Linked DNA regions of Mus musculus: regions 1, 3, 4 and 5 are each linked to region 2. A link is a contact called in public Hi-C, HiCAR-type and HiChIP or PLAC-seq data. All regions are on one chromosome and are shown on one strand. Each heading gives the region's core, a stretch centred on a gene start, on an enhancer-like site or on the middle of the called end of the contact. The rest is flanking DNA. Distances are from core to core; before and after follow the strand shown.

The links. A called contact is a pair of places that touch in the nucleus more often than the background predicts. HiCAR-type assays count read pairs that join an accessible place to other places. HiChIP or PLAC-seq counts read pairs in DNA pulled down with a chosen protein or histone mark.
Region 1: a contact with region 2 is called in an HNF4G HiChIP or PLAC-seq map of pancreatic cancer cells. The contact joins the promoter of Arc here to the promoter of Mafa in region 2. A contact is called at or near these places in 1 of 39 promoter capture datasets (pre-B cells) and 2 of 115 datasets of contacts at active chromatin or transcription factors (embryonic stem cells and pancreatic cancer cells).
Region 3: an HNF4G HiChIP or PLAC-seq map of pancreatic cancer cells shows a contact between it and region 2. The contact joins the promoter of Rbfox2 here to the promoter of Mafa in region 2.
Region 4: a Hi-C map of B cells shows a contact between it and region 2, with 6 read pairs. The contact joins the promoter of Commd5 here to the promoter of Mafa in region 2. A contact is called at or near these places in 1 of 484 Hi-C or Micro-C datasets (B cells) and 1 of 115 datasets of contacts at active chromatin or transcription factors (pancreatic cancer cells).
Region 5: a HiCAR-type map of astrocytes shows a contact between it and region 2, with 4 times the contacts expected there. The contact joins the promoter of Them6 here to the promoter of Mafa in region 2. A contact is called at or near these places in 2 of 39 promoter capture datasets (hippocampal neurons and pre-B cells), 1 of 484 Hi-C or Micro-C datasets (embryonic stem cells) and 4 of 115 datasets of contacts at active chromatin or transcription factors (astrocytes, embryonic stem cells and pancreatic cancer cells).

Annotation. Positions count from the first base shown.
Region 1 is chr15:74,670,280-74,674,158 of GRCm38.p6, reverse strand. It overlaps Arc (activity regulated cytoskeletal-associated protein), which reads left to right and starts at 1,589. Exons shown (of 3, transcript NM_018790.3): 1 at 1,589-3,594; 2 at 3,840-3,879. The coding sequence starts at 1,787. The coding sequence ends at 2,977. It overlaps Gm32994 (a long non-coding RNA gene), which reads right to left and starts at 1,146. Exons shown (of 5, transcript XR_003951652.1): 1 at 736-1,146.
Region 2 is chr15:75,746,114-75,749,776 of GRCm38.p6, reverse strand. Mafa (v-maf musculoaponeurotic fibrosarcoma oncogene family, protein A (avian)) reads left to right here and starts at 1,456. Exons shown (of 1, transcript NM_194350.2): 1 at 1,456-3,663. The coding sequence starts at 1,855. The coding sequence ends at 2,934.
Region 3 is chr15:77,305,527-77,309,538 of GRCm38.p6, reverse strand. It overlaps Rbfox2 (RNA binding protein, fox-1 homolog (C. elegans) 2), which reads left to right and starts at 2,486. Exons shown (of 14, transcript NM_053104.6): 1 at 2,486-3,175. The coding sequence starts at 2,996.
Region 4 is chr15:76,897,718-76,901,728 of GRCm38.p6, reverse strand. Commd5 (COMM domain containing 5) reads right to left here and starts at 1,788. Exons shown (of 2, transcript NM_025536.2): 1 at 1,737-1,788; 2 at 432-1,377. The coding sequence starts at 1,324. The coding sequence ends at 650.
Region 5 is chr15:74,719,481-74,723,014 of GRCm38.p6, reverse strand. Them6 (thioesterase superfamily member 6) reads right to left here and starts at 1,781. Exons shown (of 2, transcript NM_198607.1): 1 at 1,208-1,781. The coding sequence starts at 1,720.

The sequences.
Region 1 (3,879 bases), core at 340-2,839, 1.1 Mb after region 2:
AGGAGAGCCATTTTAGGGGAGTTTTTTTTCCCCCAGAAAGACATTCCTCTCAGGGATGGAAGCCCTGGGTGTGTGTGTGGAGGGGGGGGGGAGGGGGGACAGGTTGGCTCTAAGAGAGGCAGGGCTCCCCAAAGCTTCTTGAAAACAGAGGAGGGGGCTCTGAGGGATATGAGGTTAGGAGAGTTCTGTAGGTGTGTGAGCAAAAGTGGGGTGGGAGAAGCTGAGATGTGAGTACACGTGGATTACAAGTGGGGGCCACTGGTGTGTGTGTGGAAGGCCATGAGTGGGGGGCATGAGTCCACAGAGAGGGCCGTGAGTGGGGGGCATGAGTCTACATGGAAGGGTGTGAGTGGGCTAAGTGCTGGTTGGTATGAGTGTTCAGTGTGTATGTATGAGTGTGAGAGAGGGGGAGCTGGCAGAGAGGAAAGGGGGTTCTTGCAGGCACCATGTGTCTGTGGGCCCCTGTAGGCTTCTGCTGTGGGCAGTGATATGTCCCCAAGTAACATCAGGAAATGGGAGACCTAGACCTGTGTTTCTGGCTTGGTGTAAGTCAAGAAGGATGCCCTCCCCCACTGCACCACAGCGCTGTTGGCTGTTGCCAGGGAATCGGAAGGGGCCTCCCTCTAGAGGGAATCTCAGCTTCCGGAGCCCCATTCCTTATATGGCATCTTGCTTTCCTCTGCAGGCTCCTTCCCCTCCTTCCTCCTTCTCCCTCCCTCCTTCCTCCGGACTAACCTCTTGGAAGGCTTGAGAAGCTTCTGGTCCAGTTGTGGCTGGGTCCTAGGGACTTCAGGGTTCAGCAATGTTGCCTACACATCTTGATATCCCTATGCCCTACCCCAGTGTCTGTACAGGTTCAAGTGATACATCTGTTTCAGGGCACTGCGGCCCTGTTCAGCCACTGACACACAGACAGGGCCACTCAGTGTCCACAAACCTATGAAGGGGTCCAGAAAAAGCCTTGCCTGAGTGGAGTTCCCGAACAATATTGGACCAGGCTAGGATTTGGACTTATGACTCTTGGGGCAAGGTTGGGCAGGAAGTAGGTGTGTGTGTGTGTGTGTGTGTGTGTGTGTGTGTGTGTGTGTGTCCCGCTAACCAAAGGCAGCTGAGGATAGAAGGGTTTGGAGTGAGAGATTCCTACCAGGCACTTCTGAAGTTGCATACTGTGTGGTCAGGATGGGCAAGAGTCAGGATGGGCGCATCAAAGATTCAGAGGGGTAACGTCCAGCTGCTCCCTAAGAAAAGAGATCATGAGGCCCCAGGGCAAACAGTAGGTAATAACCTGCCTTAGCCTCATCCTCGCTGCCCAGGACTAGGTAGAGGAGAGTGTCTCCGGTCCCCAAAATCCCTCCCGGTGGGAGGCGCGCAGCAGAGCACATTAGTCACTCGGGGCTGTGAAGGGGCGGGTCCTTGAGGGCACCCACGGGAGGGGAGCGAGTAGGCGCGGAAGGCGGGGCCTGCGGCAGGAGAGGGCGCGGGCGGGCTCTGGCGCGGAGCCTGGGCGCCGCCAATGGGAGCCAGGGCTCCACGAGCTGCCGCCCACGGGCCCCGCGCAGCATAAATAGCCGCTGGTGGCGGTTTCGGTGCAGAGCTCAAGCGAGTTCTCCCGCAGCCGCAGTCTCTGGGCCTCTCTAGCTTCAGCGGCGACGAGCCTGCCACACTCGCTAAGCTCCTCCGGCACCGCACACCTGCCACTGCCGCTGCAGCCGCCGGCTCTGCTCCCTTCCGGCTTCTGCCTCAGAGGAGTTCTTAGCCTGTTCGGAGCCGCAGCACCGACGACCAGATGGAGCTGGACCATATGACCACCGGCGGCCTCCACGCCTACCCTGCCCCGCGGGGTGGGCCGGCCGCCAAACCCAATGTGATCCTGCAGATTGGTAAGTGCCGAGCTGAGATGCTGGAACACGTACGGAGGACCCACCGGCATCTGTTGACCGAAGTGTCCAAGCAGGTGGAGCGAGAGCTGAAAGGGTTGCACAGGTCGGTGGGCAAGCTGGAGAACAACTTGGACGGCTACGTGCCCACCGGCGACTCACAGCGCTGGAAGAAGTCCATCAAGGCCTGTCTTTGCCGCTGCCAGGAGACCATCGCCAACCTGGAGCGCTGGGTCAAGCGTGAGATGCACGTGTGGAGGGAGGTCTTCTACCGTCTGGAGAGGTGGGCTGACCGCCTGGAGTCCATGGGCGGCAAATACCCAGTGGGCAGCGAGCCGGCCCGCCACACTGTCTCTGTAGGTGTGGGGGGTCCAGAGCCCTACTGCCAGGAAGCTGATGGCTATGACTATACCGTTAGCCCCTATGCCATCACCCCGCCACCTGCCGCAGGAGAACTGCCTGAACAGGAGTCAGTTGAGGCTCAGCAATATCAGTCTTGGGGGCCAGGTGAGGATGGGCAACCGAGCCCTGGTGTGGATACACAGATCTTCGAGGACCCACGGGAGTTCCTGAGCCACCTGGAAGAGTACCTGCGGCAGGTGGGTGGCTCTGAAGAATATTGGCTGTCCCAGATCCAGAACCACATGAATGGGCCAGCCAAGAAGTGGTGGGAGTTCAAGCAGGGCTCGGTGAAGAACTGGGTGGAGTTCAAGAAGGAGTTTCTGCAATACAGTGAGGGTACACTCTCCCGTGAAGCCATTCAGCGGGAGCTGGAGCTGCCGCAGAAGCAGGGTGAACCACTCGACCAGTTCCTCTGGCGCAAGCGGGACCTGTACCAGACACTGTATGTGGACGCTGAGGAGGAGGAGATCATTCAGTATGTGGTGGGCACCCTGCAGCCCAAACTCAAGCGCTTTCTGCGCCACCCACTCCCCAAGACCCTGGAGCAGCTTATCCAGAGGGGTATGGAAGTGCAGGACGGCCTGGAGCAGGCAGCTGAGCCTTCTGGCACCCCACTGCCCACAGAGGATGAGACGGAGGCACTCACACCTGCTCTTACCAGCGAGTCAGTAGCCAGTGACAGGACCCAGCCTGAATAGAGGGGCCAGCCCAGGGTCCCCAGCCCGCCTGCCACACCCAGCCTGTGGCTTTTGCCAACTAGGACTTGAGCTGGGGCTGACTCCCAAAGGGATGCCCTGTCCAGCCAGACATCTACTCACCCACTGACCTGGCCTGACTCACAACTGCCACACAACCATGCTACATGGACTGAACATCAAGAAGCCCCTTTCCCATAGGGCTCCCACCTGCCGCCTACCCCTCATCTGTCTGCCCTGGTCCTGGCCCCCAGCCCCATTGGCCTCACCCTCTACACTCTCAGACCATCACAGAACACGATCTGGCTTCCTCATTCTGCTCCAGTGTCCAGGGCTCTTTGGGTAATCAAGAAACCAAGTGTCTGAAAGGCAACAAAAAGTAGGCACCAAAACCCAGGGGACATCCTAGGGCAGATGCTAAAGCAGAGATGCTGAGGGAACCTCAACTTCCGGGGATGCAGCCCACTCCTGCAGACACAGCAGATCCAGCTGGTACCCTAGCTGCCGCCCAGGGCAACCGGCCAGTCTTGGGCAGCATAGCTCCCCTCCCAGGGGTGAGCTGAAGCCACAAATGCAGCTGAAGCAGCAGACCTGACATCCTGGCACCTCCTGGCCCCCAGGTGAGCCCTGCACCGTGTATCTTAGAGTGGGGGGGGGGGGCGTGCAGAACCAAGTCCACTTTCCAGGAGCCCTTCAAGGCTTCCCTAGCAAATTAGTTGCAAGGGTGGAGTGAAGTGGCATCAGAGTGGGTGTCATTGTAGTGGGCACTGGCACTTCACGGTCCAAGGACGGGGCTGAGGTGGGGGCGGTTCTGGGGGAATTTGCTAAGCCAGCTCACCGAGGACCCTGTGATTTCTCACCCCAGCAGTGATTCATACCAGTGAAGAAGAGCAGAGCTCAGCTCC
Region 2 (3,663 bases), core at 207-2,706:
AGGAGTGTCTGGACACTGAGGGAAGGAGCTGGGAGCTATTTGCTCCTAGCTGCCAGGCATCCCCTGTGAAATAGCAGGCACCTGTAGAGGGAGTAGGCAAAGCCCTTGGCACCATGACATCCTGGATAGGTATCCTGTGAATACCCTTTCAAACTTTTTCCACCTTGTGCACAAATGGTTTATATTTAAGAATCGATTGATTGATTGATTGATTGATTGACTGATTGATTGATTTTTAGTTTTTCGAGGCAAGATTTCTCTGTGCAGACTTGGCTGTCCTGGGACTTGCTCTGTAGACCAGGCTGGCCTTGAACTCCCAGAAATCTTCCTGTCTTGGGAGAGCTGGGGCTAAAGGCCTGCACCACCATTGCCCGTCTATTATTTTTAATAGTCAACGGCATATAAGATTATAGATAACAGAGAGGAGAAAACCGCACTCTGGGTCACATCCAGCTGTTGTTCGTGAATGCACGCCCTTTCTATCTTCGGTTGGGATCTGGAATTCTGGAGGAGGGAGGGGAGGGGAGGGTGTCACAGAACTCACATCTTGTCACCCACCCTCCCTGTTGTCCTTGTGGCTTTCTTTTGCTCGGAAGCGGCCTCCTACTAGGTGTGTAGAGACATTCAGCAAGTGTGACGGTGGCAATCTGCTTGCCACTTGTCACTCCAACTTGCCCCCACCCAGCAAGGCTCCTCCAAACCGCCCTGGTGGGCAGCTGGGTCTGAGATTCCTTGTGGGCATTTCTGCAGGCGTCCAGACCCATCAGCCCCATGAATTCAATTCAGAGAAATGGGTTCTCTACGCAGGGAGTACCCGAGACCTGCTCCTCTAGCCCCGTGGTGGCCACAGGCGTCTGTCCCACTCCACCTACCACAACGCTCAGAGGCCTGCGGTTCCACCGTGCATCCCGCCGCCCGAGGTGCCAGCAACTTTGTTGACTGAATTCCTGAACCCATCCCAACCACAGGATAAAAATAGCTGGCGCTCCCGGGCAGCTCGGGAGTCACCGGTGTCAGGATAGTTAGAGGTCCCCATTCTGGAGACTCCAGGCCACTTGGGCCTGGTGCGGGACACAGCCAGCTAGACCACCTAATGGATCTGAGACACCGAAGGAGTACCCTGGACGAGGGCCTCCTCAGCTTCCCTGCACTCTCTGGCTTTACGATCCTGGAACCTCAGAATCTGCCACTTGGTCTCGCGCCCTCTGCTGTGCAGTCCCATGCGGCGGCCACCAGGGGGCCCTGCCCACTCCTCTTGCCGACGGCCCTTCCCCACCCCTTCCCACAGCTGTTTCCCGCAGGAGATTGACAGCTGGGCTCCGGGTTGCCATGGGGATAGGCAAATGAGGGCGGCAGGTCTGGGGCTCCGATTGGCCCGGGGGCGTCGGCCCCCACCTGGGGAGGCGGGCCCAGAAGCGCGTCTCTATAAAGGCTTGTGCGGCTCTGCGCCGGGCCGAGGGAGGCGGGGCCGGCCGGCAGCGCGGGTGGGGCGCGGGGCGGGGCCGGGCGGGAGAGCCCGGAGCGCGGCTGAGCCCGGGGCGCGGCCTCTGCACCCTCCAGGCCAGGACCGCGGAGGAACAGAAGGAGGAGGAGGGCAGGATTGGGGGCCCTGCGCCCGCTCGTAGCGGGCCGGGGGGCCACCCGAGAGGCCTGGCCGGCGGCGTCCCCTGAGCACAGCCCAGAGTTGACAGCAGGAAACTTTTGCTGCTGCGCCCTTCGGCGGCGCGACCAGAGCCTGAGCCCACCGCGGCCCGGGGGGGAGCTAGGGGGAGAGAGGCCCGCGGCTCCCCCCACGCTCCCCCGCCGCCCGTCGGGGCGCGGCCGGGCGCGGCGGCGGGGCTGGGGCCCCGGGCGATGGCCGCGGAGCTGGCGATGGGCGCAGAGCTGCCCAGCAGCCCACTGGCCATCGAGTACGTCAACGACTTCGACCTGATGAAGTTCGAGGTGAAGAAGGAGCCGCCCGAGGCCGAGCGCTTCTGCCACCGCCTGCCGCCCGGCTCGCTGTCCTCGACGCCCCTCAGCACGCCCTGCTCCTCGGTGCCCTCTTCGCCCAGCTTCTGCGCACCCAGCCCGGGCACAGGCGGCGGCGCGGGCGGCGGGGGCAGCGCGGCTCAGGCCGGGGGCGCCCCGGGGCCGCCGAGTGGAGGCCCCGGCACTGTCGGGGGCGCCTCAGGAAAAGCGGTGCTGGAGGATCTGTACTGGATGAGCGGGTACCAGCACCACCTGAACCCCGAGGCGCTCAACCTGACGCCGGAGGACGCGGTGGAGGCGCTCATCGGCAGCGGCCACCACGGCGCGCACCACGGCGCGCATCACCCGGCGGCTGCTGCGGCCTATGAGGCCTTCCGGGGTCAGAGCTTCGCGGGCGGCGGCGGCGCGGACGACATGGGTGCCGGCCACCACCACGGCGCACACCACACTGCCCACCATCATCACTCTGCCCACCATCACCATCACCACCATCACCACCACGGAGGCTCTGGCCACCACGGCGGAGGCGCGGGTCACGGCGGAGGCGGCGCAGGCCACCACGTGCGCTTGGAGGAGCGCTTCTCCGACGACCAGCTGGTATCCATGTCCGTGCGGGAGCTGAACCGGCAGCTCCGCGGCTTCAGCAAGGAGGAGGTCATCCGACTGAAACAGAAGCGGCGCACGCTCAAGAACCGCGGCTACGCGCAGTCGTGCCGCTTCAAGCGGGTGCAGCAGCGGCACATTCTGGAGAGCGAGAAGTGCCAGCTCCAGAGCCAGGTGGAGCAGCTGAAGCTGGAGGTGGGGCGTCTGGCCAAGGAGCGGGACCTGTACAAGGAGAAATACGAGAAGTTGGCGGGCCGGGGCGGCCCCGGGGGCGCGGGCGGGGCCGGCTTCCCTCGGGAGCCCTCGCCAGCGCAGGCTGGCCCCGGGGCGGCCAAAGGCGCACCCGACTTCTTTCTGTGAGTGCCGGACCCTGGGCCTCGCCACGGCCGGGGACAAGTTTGCGCAGGCCGCCCCGGTCTCGGTTCAGACTCTGAGGCCCGGGACGCGCGCTCCGGCGGTGCAGCCGCAGCTGCCGGGGTCCTCCTGTCCGCCCTGCGCACCCCGCCGCCAAGCCCCAGCTCCAGGTACCTACCGCGGTGCGCCTCTCCCGCCGGGCCCCGGTCCGAGCGTCTTCGGGGTCGCCGGCTAGACTTTGCCGGGGTCCCTCGGCGCCCCGGGAACGGTGATTGCTTAGGGAAGTCCGAGCCAGGTCTGACTTCCTCGGCAGCGTCCACTTGTACAGACGTGGAGCGCAGTTCTGCGTCCCAACCTCCGCCCAGCCGCAGCGGGGCCGCGCCGCCACCAGCTCCCGGTAGCCTCCGCCGGCCCCGCGCTCCTCTGTCGTCTTTCTTTCTGCCTCCGTTTACTTGCTCTGTTTTTACTCCTCCTCCTCCTTTTTAAAGCAGTCATATTTTCGCAACATTAATATTTATTTTGCTTGGTAATTAGAAAACCCGGAGGAACCCCCTGGTCCCCGTGCGCCCTCGGAGGTCGGCGAGTGCCCGCATGTGCCCTCCTCGCTCATTCGCTCTGAGGGGTCCGGCCCTGCCTGCCTTCCAGCCCGCTTGTCCCCACCCTGTTCGCTGCTCCCTGTAGAGGAAGCCGAGGAACTTACCTGCGTGTTGGTCCCACTGTCCTGCTATACTCGAC
Region 3 (4,012 bases), core at 1,237-3,736, 1.6 Mb before region 2:
AACTCCTGAATGTCGTCTCCGGACCAACATATGTGTGCTGTGGCGTGTAGATGCCTACATTCACAAGCCTACCTACACACAGGCCTGTGGGTGCGCACACACAAATACAGAAATTAAAAAAAAAAAAAAAAAGCTGGGTGGTGGTGCCACACACCTTTAATCCCAGCACTTGGGAGGCAGAGGCAGGTGGATTTCTGAGTTCAAGGCCAGCCTGGTCTACAAAGTGAGTTCCAGGACAGCCAGGGCTACACAGAGAAACCCTGTCTGGAAAAACCAAAAAAAGAAAAAGAAAGAAAAAAACCAAACAAACCTCATGATGGCAATAATGTTAATAACTGACACCTGCTTAGACAGGCCATCTTGCTCCTGTTGGTCAGTCTTTCTGTCTCTAGGACAAAGCACCTCAGGAATCGATGTAAGAGAGGAAGGGTTTGTGATTTCAAGTCAAAGTCACTCCGTGGCTCCAGAGTCTGAGTGAGGAGGCTAGGCATGAACACCACCACAGCAAGGATTATGTGGTGGGGCAAACTCACCTCCAGGTAGACTGGAAGTGGCAGATGGAGGAAGAGGCTGGGGACTAGAGAGACACTTTCAGACCAAGCCCCTAGCAGCCCGCTTCCTCCCATCTGTCCTCACCTTCCAGGTTTTTTTTTTTTTTTTTTTTTTTTTTACCATCCTCCAATCATGAATCAGTCAGTGCACTAATGTGACTGGGCTCAGCAATTAAGTTCTCAGGATCCAAACACTTGCCCTAAGTCTGTCAGCTGTTACCGTATGAGCCTCTGGGGGACTTTTTCGATTCAAGTCATAACATGATCAAAGTTCTTAATGTTGATAACTCACTTGATCTTCATAATAATTATTTTAAAAATAGTATTATTATGCTAATTTTAGGTGTCAGAGCTAAGCTGAGGGACAAGAGCCGTTAATTAACTCCCTCCCATAAGGTGTCAAGGCTTGTAAATGGCTAAGCTATTGCAACCTACAAACATACAAATACTCAGTAGGAAAACCCAGCTCCAAGGCAAGTTGTGCAGTCTTTTCCAACTAGCCTGCAAGCCCTTCTATTCCCTCTCTTAACCACCAGTGGTCCGGCATTACATGGGCAGGAGTGGTCAAGCCTCCCTGGGACTCGTCTGGCTCTGAAGCAGAGATCTTCATCCCTCTGTCCATTTTTAGGTGCTTAACTCAAGTTCAAAGGTCAAGTCACAGACTGGTTGCAAGTAACCTTAGACATCACCTGACCTGGGGTTTCTCAATCTCTGAACTATTGGCATTCTGGTTTGGACAAGTCTCTCTTGCAGGGATTGTTCTCTGCACTGTAGAGTTCTGAATAACATTCAAAGCTTCTATTCAGTAAATGCCAGTATAGTCTCCATTTGTGAAGAACAAAATTTACCATATGACAAATACGGAAGTGGGAGATGCTGAAAGGGTCTGAAACTTTTTCTTGGCTGGGAACCACTGATCCAAAGGATTATTTCAGATACTGCAGTTGGGATCCAAAGAGAAAAACTCACTTGTTTAAAGTAGCAAGCAAGGGTAAGGCTAGAAGCTAGGTTATTGCACAATATCCCTTTCCATGTCACAGTATGGAACCCTGAGAGGCAGAAGCAGTTTCTATTTACAATCAGGTGGAGAAAACCTACCGGACAGACCTAACTGCACAAAGCTGATAAGCTAGGAAGGGCTATTCAGGCAGCAAGGAGTAAAACCAAGAGATTGCCATCTTGACTGGCCACATATTTCTGCTTCAGGACTTGAACAAATTCAGGTCCATCCATTGGATTAAAACCATGTTTTCTACTGTCAGGCTCAAAATGGTTCCGTAAATGCCCTATGTAAACGTAAAGCTCTTAAAAAAACACCAGGCGTTATTTATTACTATTATTAGAGACAGTTTTTCTGTGTAGGGCTATCCTGGAACTCACTATGCAGATAGACCAGGTTGGCTTCGAACTCAGAGATACTCCTGTCTTTGCTTCCTACTTCCTAGGACTAAAGGTGTGCACCACCGCCATGCCTGGCAACATCAGAAATATTGACATCATTAGAGATGCAATTATTCGCTTCATAGCACCATTTCTCAGAAAAGTTTATATGGGAGCCATCACTCCTGGACTTCCCAGGTCTTGGGCTGGAGAGGAAGGAGGCAAAGGGACCTTCCTCTCGCAGAGCGCCCCTCTGCTTCCCTAAATCCCAGGAAGCCAGATGAGAGAGATCAGGTCATCACTTCTCACTAGTGCAACTAGTCCAAGTTGCTCCCCCGAACTCCTGCCCTTCAAGCTCCGCCCCCCGGCCACCGCCTTAAAAGAGGCGGCCCCTTCTCTCTCCATGCTTCCCAGAGCATCCCCGAGCTTCCCGAGCTTTTCCGAGTCCTTCCCGGCCTCCCGCGGGCGGCCCGCGCGGAGGCGACGGAGATTGCCGAGGGGCGTAGCCACGCCCCCTCACTACAGCCTCCTCTCGCGCGGGCGGCCCGAGTCCCACACATCCAGGTTCCTCCCTCCTTCTCTCCTTTCTCTCTCCCCGCCTTCCCGGCGCTGCCACAGTGGCGGGACGGAGGATCCCGACCAGTCAGCTCGCTGCGGCCTCGCGCTCCTCCTCCTCCCAAATAAACAGCCCTCCCCAAGCTGGGAGCCCAGGCCGTCCCCTTCCCCGCACGGCTGGCGAGTGGTGAGGGAGCGCGGGACTGAAGGACCAAGGGACCGAGGGATCGGCGCACGCGCGTGCGAGTGAGAGAGCGAGCGAGCGGCCGGCGCGAAGCCGGAGCAGAAGCCGGAGCCGGGGCCGAAGCCGAAGCCGGAGCCATAACCTGAGTCGGAGCGGTAGTGAAGCCGAAGCCGAAGCCGGGCTCCGGACCGACGCGCACGCACACACGCACGCGGGGGGCGGGGCCGGCGCGCGCCCGCCTGTCGCGACTGTCGGCACCGAGGCCCAGGGGGAGGTGGCCTGTCGCGGGTCGCCCGGCTCCCGGTGGCGAAGGGGGCGCGGGCGGATGGCGGAAGGCGGCCAGGCGCAGCAGCAGCCGCCTCAGCTCGGGCCCGGCGCTGCCGCCCGGGGCATGAAGCGGGAGTCGGAGGTGGAGTTGCCGGTGCCCGGAGCGGGGGCAGACGGACCCGAGCCCGGCCTGAGCAAGCGGCCACGCACAGAGGAGGCGGCCGACGGCGGGATGCAGGTGACCGCGCGGGACGGGCGCCCGGTTACGGAGGGCCGCGGCGGGCTCGGGCCTCCGGGCGCCGGGTGGGCCTGGCTGGAGAGTGGGCTTGGGGCCGGGTGCAGGGGCTGGAGGGGCCCCGGAGGCAGCGCGAGGGAGTGGGATTTTTTTTTTTTTCCTTTTGGAGTTGGGATTGAACAGGATCGGGATGCAGTCCATTTCTTAAGCCTGTGCTCAGTTTGTTGAGAAGTTGAGGGTTCTTGGGTCGATTTGTCCAGAGGAGAGCTGTTGGGCCGAGCTGAGAGCGAGGGAAGCTGGTGGTGGGAAAGCTCCGGAGAAGAAGGGCGCCTTTTGGTTTACACTGGGATGAGGAAAGGGGGAACGGCATGTGGAGAACAGACTGAAAAGCCAGCCAACTCCTGGAGAGAGAGCGAGCCCGAAAGGGGATGTGGCTTAGCTTGTGGGTTCAATCAGTTACTCGAGCAGTCTTGAGAAGTCCGCGGAGTTTGGTAGTGTGATGCTCTGTCTCAGTTTTGTGCAGCATGTTATTAAGTCTGGAGAGAGACACCAGGCAGATCCCGCCTGTGCTTTACCCATTGCATCCTACGTTCGTAGGATGCGGAGTAAACTCCTTAGTATCCTGAGGTAGAAAAGAAAATTTATAGGGCTGTTAGGAGACTGGTTTCTGAGTTGTGGCCTCCAGTGTTAGCTTGATTGTTGAGGGTGGGAAATGACAAAGATATTGATACAGGCGGTTAGTACTTAGTTTGAAGAAGGTAATGCATCCTTAAGGGCTTTAGGATTTGCTCTCTGTTTAGAAAATATTGGCTACGAAATGGAGAGGCTCACAGCAGCAAC
Region 4 (4,011 bases), core at 539-3,038, 1.2 Mb before region 2:
GCCACCACGTGAATGCTGGGACTTGAACCCAAGTCCTCTTTGCAAGGGCAAGTGCTCTTCACTGCTCAATCAATCCTCCGGCCCTGTTCTCATGTCTTAATATTTAAAATATGTATTTAATGTTATATATACCAAACATTATTTAATGCATATTTAGTATTTGTAATGTCTTCCCCCCACCCCCTCTGATCTTTCCACTAGGATGTCAGCTTCAGGAAAGCAGGAATTTAGGGCAAAAGAATAAACACGTCCGCAGCAAAGCACAGGACTTAGGAAAGCAAATGGGCAGAGTTCAGCCATGCTGAGCAACCATGTTGTATGTTGTAAGAGATCTTCATCTGGACTTAGCTCTGCACATCGTCTCATCCAGGAGCACAGCTGGGGAAGGGACAGGTAGGTTTAATTCCCTAATAGAATAACATGTTTTTAATAGTTGCTTTACCTCTTTAATTCGAAACTGAGCCTCACTACGTAAAACCCAGCCAGGCCGGCCTTACATTTCACATTCTCCAGCCTCAGCCCAGCTGTTTACTTGTAAAACAAAACCCAAAAGTCCCAGCTGTCTTTTCACTTAAAATATGTTCTTACATCCTCATCACCAGTGCGGCTGGGTTCTGGTACCAGCTTCAGCACCCCACAGTACCAGGGTTCAGTCCTGCAGTTTGCGCTCACACTTTCTCTCCAGCTCTGCCATCTCCTTAAGGACCAACGCCACGCTGTAGCGCAGCTCCTGGAATTTGGCTATGGGCACCTCGAAGCGGTGTGCCGATCCATCTGTGAGCTTCAGCTGCATGAGAACACTCGGTTGCAGGGAGCGGGACTGAGCACTGGTTGAGATGGCCACATCCACCCGCCACCGGAAATTCGACACACGAGGCAGCGAGGATCCCTGCTGCTGGGCTACAGAGTCGAGAAGAGGGCGTTGACTCCCAAATGCCAAACTGGCCAGATCTCCAATCATATCTTGGGGAATGCCAAGTTCCTGGAGTTCGTCCTGGAAGGCATCTGGTTTCAGACTGGCAGGGGGCAGCCGGAGAGCCTGCTGGAGCAGGGTGTGTGTGCCCGCCAGCAGGACGGCCAGACGCTCCTCTGACAGGTTGGCGCTGGCACCAAGGTGCTGCACGGCCTCTCTGCAGTCTTTCCCATGGAGGGCCCCGACTACGAGTTTCAACAACTTTCTGAAGGTGCTCCTGTCTAAGTCCTTCAAGAGCTGGGCCACTGCCGTCACTTCTGCAGAGGGCTGGGAACCCAGGAAACTGACCCGGCCGCTGTGACTGTCAGTTGGATGGTGTAAGTATGGAGCCGCAGCCCCCAACGCAGACATCCTTCCTTTCCCTTTCTTGACCAGGCCGGAGAGAAGGTACTAACCACAGTAGCCTGGAGAGGTGAAGGAGAGACAAGTGACTTCCTACTCGGGAGCTTCATGTACTAAAAACTGGGGGTGGATGAGGGGCTCCCACCCGCCTGTCTACCAAGGATAGATAGCAAATAGGATGCATGCTTTGGAGGTGGCCCTGAGACCTTGCGGCAAAGGAGCCCGCCTGAGTCTAGCAGAAGGGAGGCGTCCCGGAGATTTAACAGTTGGCAGGGAAAAGAACCAAGAAACTGAAGCGCGCACCAAAATCCTACATAAATAGGGAACGAGGACCCCCCCAAACCCTGAATCCTCATCATAGCTCTGGAAGACCTAAATCACACATTACAAATACAAACTAAGCCTTGAACGCCCTCTGCACCTGGAGGAAGCTATCCGCAGGAGCTGGCTGTGGCTGGCAGCAGCTGAAACTTGGCCGAGTCTCAGGAAGTGCCACTTAGACACTTCCGGGCCGCTCTAGGAAAGCGCGACCGTGGCTCTCTGTGGTCCCGGGAGCCGAGCGCATGCGCCGCCCGGTCGCTTGCCTTCTAACAGTGTTTTGGGAAGCGAGAGGAAAGTTCAGTTAGCTTCCGTGTGGGATGCATGGATTCTGCTGGCCTGTGCAGCCCCATGTGAAGAACAGACGTAAGAATTATTGTGGTTGATGCCAACGAATTGCATATTTTAAAATACTTAGATGGTCTAGGCGGCGGCCCACGTCTTTTAATCCGAGCACTAGGAGGCAGAAACAGTTCAAGGTCAGTCGGGTCTACACAGAGTTCCAGCACAGGCAGCGCTACATACCCTGTCTCAAACAAACAAACAAACAAACCCAAACAATTTCAATAAACCAAACAGAATTCCCCGCAGAAGTGGGGGGGGGGGGTAAATTTGTGTGGTATATGCATTATAGCCCCAAGAAGCTTTTGGGGTAGGTGATTAATTTTGCCGGCAAAGTCTGGACGTTTTATCAAGGATGGTATGAATGGCTAATGACCCAGCCCTGGTGATATAAGCGAGTGATCGGAAGAGCCTGGGACAGGATGATCGCAAACCCAAGGCAGGGCTAATCTGGGCTCCAGAGTGAGTTCAAGGTCAACCTGAAGAACTTGGTGTGTTGCTTCATCAGAGATTGGAGGAAGTTGGGCGTTATGGTGTACACCTTTAATTCCAACACTTGGGAGGCAGAGGCAAAGAGATCTCTGTGAGTTCTAGGCCAGTCAGGGCTACACAGAGATTCCATCTTAAATAAATAACACACACAGACACACACACACACACACACACACTTCCTAAGCAGCCAAAATTAATTTCGTGATATAGCAGAAATATAATGGTTCCAGAAGCTCTAAGTGTTGATAGGACCATGTTCTTGAGCCCCTTGCAACATTAGCTTGCAGCCAAACATCCTTGACATTCCTTAGCTTGGATATATCACTCTAATCTCTGTCTCCAGACAGACTGCTTCTGCTCCTGAATGCTGGAATTAAAGGCATGTGCCATGCCACCACTTCCTGGCTCACTGCCTCCATCTTTAGGTGGGATTTCGACTTTCCTGTAAGCATTCTCATGACTTCACTTACCAGGACCATTGTTCCAAATAGTGTCTCATTTACTCTCAGGTTCCGGAGATCTTAGGACTCCAGGATATCTTTTGAAGAACAAAATTCAACCTATATCTAATATATGTTCATAAAAGCCTTTTGTTTGGGGATCTTTTTTTTTTTTTAGCGAAGGGGATGTGCATTTCTGTGTGTGCTCACGTGTGTGTGGGTACACATGTATGTGTAAATGCATGTGCATATGTGTGCATGTGGAGACAGAGGTCACCATGGCTGGTGGCATTTTGTTTGTTTGTTTGTTTTTCCGAGACAGGGTTTCTGTGTGTAGCCCTGGCTGTCCTAGAACTCACTTTGTAGACCAGGCTGTCCTGGAACTCAGAGATCCACTTGCCTCTGCCTCCCGAGTGCTGGGATTAAAGGCATGCGCCACCACGCCCGGCGGCTGGTGGTATTTTAAGGGAGAGTGTGGAGCCTGCTCTCTATTTAACATAACTGGAGCCATTTTGTATCCAGTCTCCATTTTGTTCATAAGTTAAAATTAAGTTCAGGTTCTCAGGCTCCACTTCCCAGAAGAAATTATCCATAGCTGACACTGGAGACTGCTACTCAGCCAAAAAGTTAGGGTTCACCTCTACTCTATTATCTCAATGTATTGCGCCCCCCATCCTCTCTTACTTCACCTAAGACCAATAAGTTAGCTGTATGGTTAGCCAAAAATGTTATGCCTCTTCACTTCCTGACTTTTCCTATAAAACGCCTGCCCTGAGGCCTGGCTGATACACTTAGGCTCTGGGTCTTTTTGGTGGTCCTGATTGATGAGTCTGGGGTATGCGTTCAATAAGTTCTTAACTGAGGTTGATGTGGGTTTCATGTGGCAATTCTTGAACCCCAACACAGGGTAGCCCTGCCTTAAGTAGCTCTGGCTATCCTGGAACTTAAGTGCATAGACCAGCCCGACCTCAAACTCCTAGAGACCTGCCTGCCTCTGCCTTTGCTCTCTCTGTCTCCTCTACCTCCCATGTACTAGGATGAAAGATACCAATATGCTAGCTTTGTTGCTCTTAGTTTTGTTCCTTTGATTTTGTTTTGGGGGGT
Region 5 (3,534 bases), core at 532-3,031, 1.0 Mb after region 2:
GAGGGAAGAGGCTCGATAAGGTGCTCTCTTCTCACAGCAAGTGCTACACGGCAGCCAGGAATGACTGACCTATAGTCTAGGCTCTATCTGGGCACACTTTACTGTCAGAGACACCCCATCCTGGCACCTGGCCTCAGAACAGTTCCTCAGCTTACAGAACCCTACCCCAGACTTGGCCTGTCTTGTACCATATCTGCCTCTGCCTGGGACCCAAGTAACCATGGAAACTCCCAGCCAACCCCCCTGGCCTCCAGCTGAGCTGAGTTGCCAGGGTGCTTCAGTTCGCCTCCTCCAAGCTGTTACTGCTAGCTGGGGCTGCACCTCCAGTCCCCTCACCCCTTACAGGCACTTTATCAACCAGTACCAAACAGCCCATGGGAACTCATGACTAGATAAAGAGAGAAAGCGAGGGAGAGCCTTCTCTGCCACCAATTGCTGGGAGGACTTCTCGAGCCCGTGTTTCCCTTCAGATATAGCCCCTCAGCACTGATGTAAGGTCATTCCTATACTCTAAGAGGAGGCACTTGTCCAAGACAGGCGGGAACAATAGGGTGGGGCATGCCCTGGTACTCTTCAGGAGCCTGCCTTGGCAACCATCACTACTCTGGCTGTCTCCAAGGTCACAGTTGCTATACTGCAGTAGCTAGCTCTGCCACCGTGCTAGAGGAGTGGACCCTGGGGAGGGGCCTTGTGTCCCAGCAGGCACAGGGTTCTCCTCCTTCCAACCTTGGAAAGACTCAAGGCTTGTGGTCCCCTGGGGTCAATCCAACCCCCAGTCCTCTCTGCTGCAAGCTGCGCCAAAGAGGGCCTCGAGTCCACTAGAATTCCCAGCAACTGCTTCTAACTGACATCCTTTTATCCCATACTCAAAACCAAAGACCACAGAGGGTGACTCAGCACTGTAGAACACACAGAACTAGGACTCAGACTCCTAGCTGAGATACCTACTCTGAGCATCTCAGTTCTAGAAGAGAGGGAGAGAGGAGAAACTCTGTGCTTGGGAGTAAATTCAAAACTGGCTAGGCCTGAACGGAAAAGCCTTGGTTCATAGATGATGGGGACCCCAAGAAGGGCAACTCCTTGGACACAGAGGAAACGTGCAAAAGTGTTCCGACATTGGAACAGTCCCAGAACTTCAAAGGGGTTTTTCTCGCGGGAGAGGGCTGAGAGCCAAACAGGGCCGGGGCATCGGGGTGGGGCTGCTCACCCTCCGTTTGCACAAGTGCTGTACTACTCGATCCGGCGAGGTGCCCAGCACGTGCTGTCGGAAACGCAGCAAGGCGCACACGAAACCATCGCGAAGGCTGACAAAACGCGCCTCCAGGTAGAAGGCGCGGTCGTCCCAGCCTTGCAGTCGCGTGTGTACCTCGAACGGCTCAAACAGGCGCAGCGAGCGGCGATAGCGCGCGCACGAGGCGGCCAGCACCGTGTGCGCGTTCAGGTCGCGCAGCGCCCCCAGCACACCGCAGCGGGTCAGGTGCGCAGCGCGCGCCACATCCGCCTCGCGCAGGTAGCGCGCGTTGTTCATGTGTAGCAGCAGGTCCAGGTCCGATGGCAGCACCCGGCCGGCATACCGCTGCTCCGCCAATAAGTCGCGGACCCGCGGCTGCAGCAAGCGTGCGCGCAGAACAGCACACGGCACGCGCACCAGGTACCAGCCGTCCAGCAGCGCAAAGAAGGCGAGCGCCAGGGATAACGACGCCACCAACAGCTCCAGCATCTTGGCAGCGGGCACCTGGTGTCCAGGAGCCCGCTGCGCAGGTTGCCTGCTGCCGGCCGGCCCTGAAGCCTGGGAGCTCCGAGGACTGGAGCGCACCAACTCTTCCAGCAGTCCGAGGGGGAGTACTCCAGAGGCAGCGGCGCCGTGAGCTGGAGTAGCTCGCACAGATACTGGTTCCCCCCTGCGCGCGTCCTCGATGGCCTAGTCTGGGTCCTCTGCGTTAGCGGCTTTCGCTTTTCTCGGGGCGGGGCGGGTCACGGCGGGACGCTCCGAGCAGTACAGCGCCACCTGGCTACGGCGCTCGGCCCTGCAGGTGCAAGAGTGACAAGGAAGCCTGCTCCCGCTAGTGATCCAGTCAGTAGCTCAGATGAGCATAGCCAAAGAATTCCAGAACTTCTGCGGAGCAGCTGGGGAACTTTGCCAGGAAAACAAACAATGCATCTCCAAGGATGCTGAGAGCCTATCCAGACATCCCATTTCTGCACGGCCCCTGGGACGTTCATGGTCTTCCGGGTGTCTTTCAGTCTCAGTCTGCATGCACGTTACTTGTCCCCGCCCGCCAAAAATCTTGATTATCCCAAGTACACCCCAATAATTCCTACCCTTTATCTCTTTTAATGCAAGATGGAGGAGAGGTGGGGCATGGAGAGGGGTGTGATGAATGTAAATGACATTATCAACCGGGCTAAAGGTGCAGACCGTGGTTTGTGGAATGTCAGTCCCTTTTCTTTGGCATAGGGGTAGGTCCCAAGGTCAGGCTGTCTCTCCTCTCCAGGACTCTGTAACAATCCTGTATGCAAGTGACTGGTAGGGAGCCCAGGGATGGATGGGCTGATGGCCTTCCAGATACCCTGGTCAGCATCACTCCACTGTCCCATGCTGAGCTGGGTGGGTCCGCTGTAGTCACTGACCAGAGCACAGGTCTTTTTCAGTTTTACTTCTGAAGCTAGGAGCTTTGGCAAAGCGAGTGCCTGGGGTCTCTGGAGAGACAAGGAATTCACTGCCTATTAGGGTAGCTTCAAAGGACCGGAAGAAGAACCTTCCCCGCATACTGGTTACACTTACAACACCCACTTTGTCCTGGTCTGTACTCTAGCTTGGGGAGGGACAGATCCTCAGAAGGAAGAGACTAAGTAAGGCTCTCTAAGTTCATTGCTCAGATAATGGGTTTTCTGTCACCTACTGTCCACCCTGTCTCTTGCCTCCAGGGGAGAGATCTGCCCACTGGTAGCCAGGCCTTTGAAACAGGAAAGAATGTGAATGAGCACCCACCTCCAGGCTCCCCTCTGTTCCTGTCACCATCCTTCATTCCCAGCCTTTCTGTTGGCTGCTCTCGTCACTTCTACACACTGTCCACTTTGCTCTCATTTTCCTCTCCTGTACCCCAGCCTGTGTCACATTGCCAGAGTCCTCTCCCAGGGACCTGAGCACACCTCGCTGAAGGTTCACGTGTATATAATGCATGTCTATCTCATAGCCGAACCCTGACTGCCTGGTCTGGTTGTTCTAACCGACCACGGTGTCTGCAGAAGGCAATACCGTGCCAAGGATTGCTCAATATGCCTCTTCCCCTGCCAGCACTGGATGAATAGGAATGCTGGATGCAGAAACTTTGCTCAGGGACCTTTGGCTCTTTGAGGGCTCCTGTGTTTGCCCTCGAGGCAGGTGGGCAATTCATTTTAGCTACCAGGGAGAACACAAGGCACAGGATGGCTAGGGTGGGAGGGTGGGGTCTAGTAGGATGACAGGTCCTAAACCCCGCCCCTCCAAATTCTGGTCCCGCCCCATCCTTCCATAGCTCCGCCCCTCTAGAT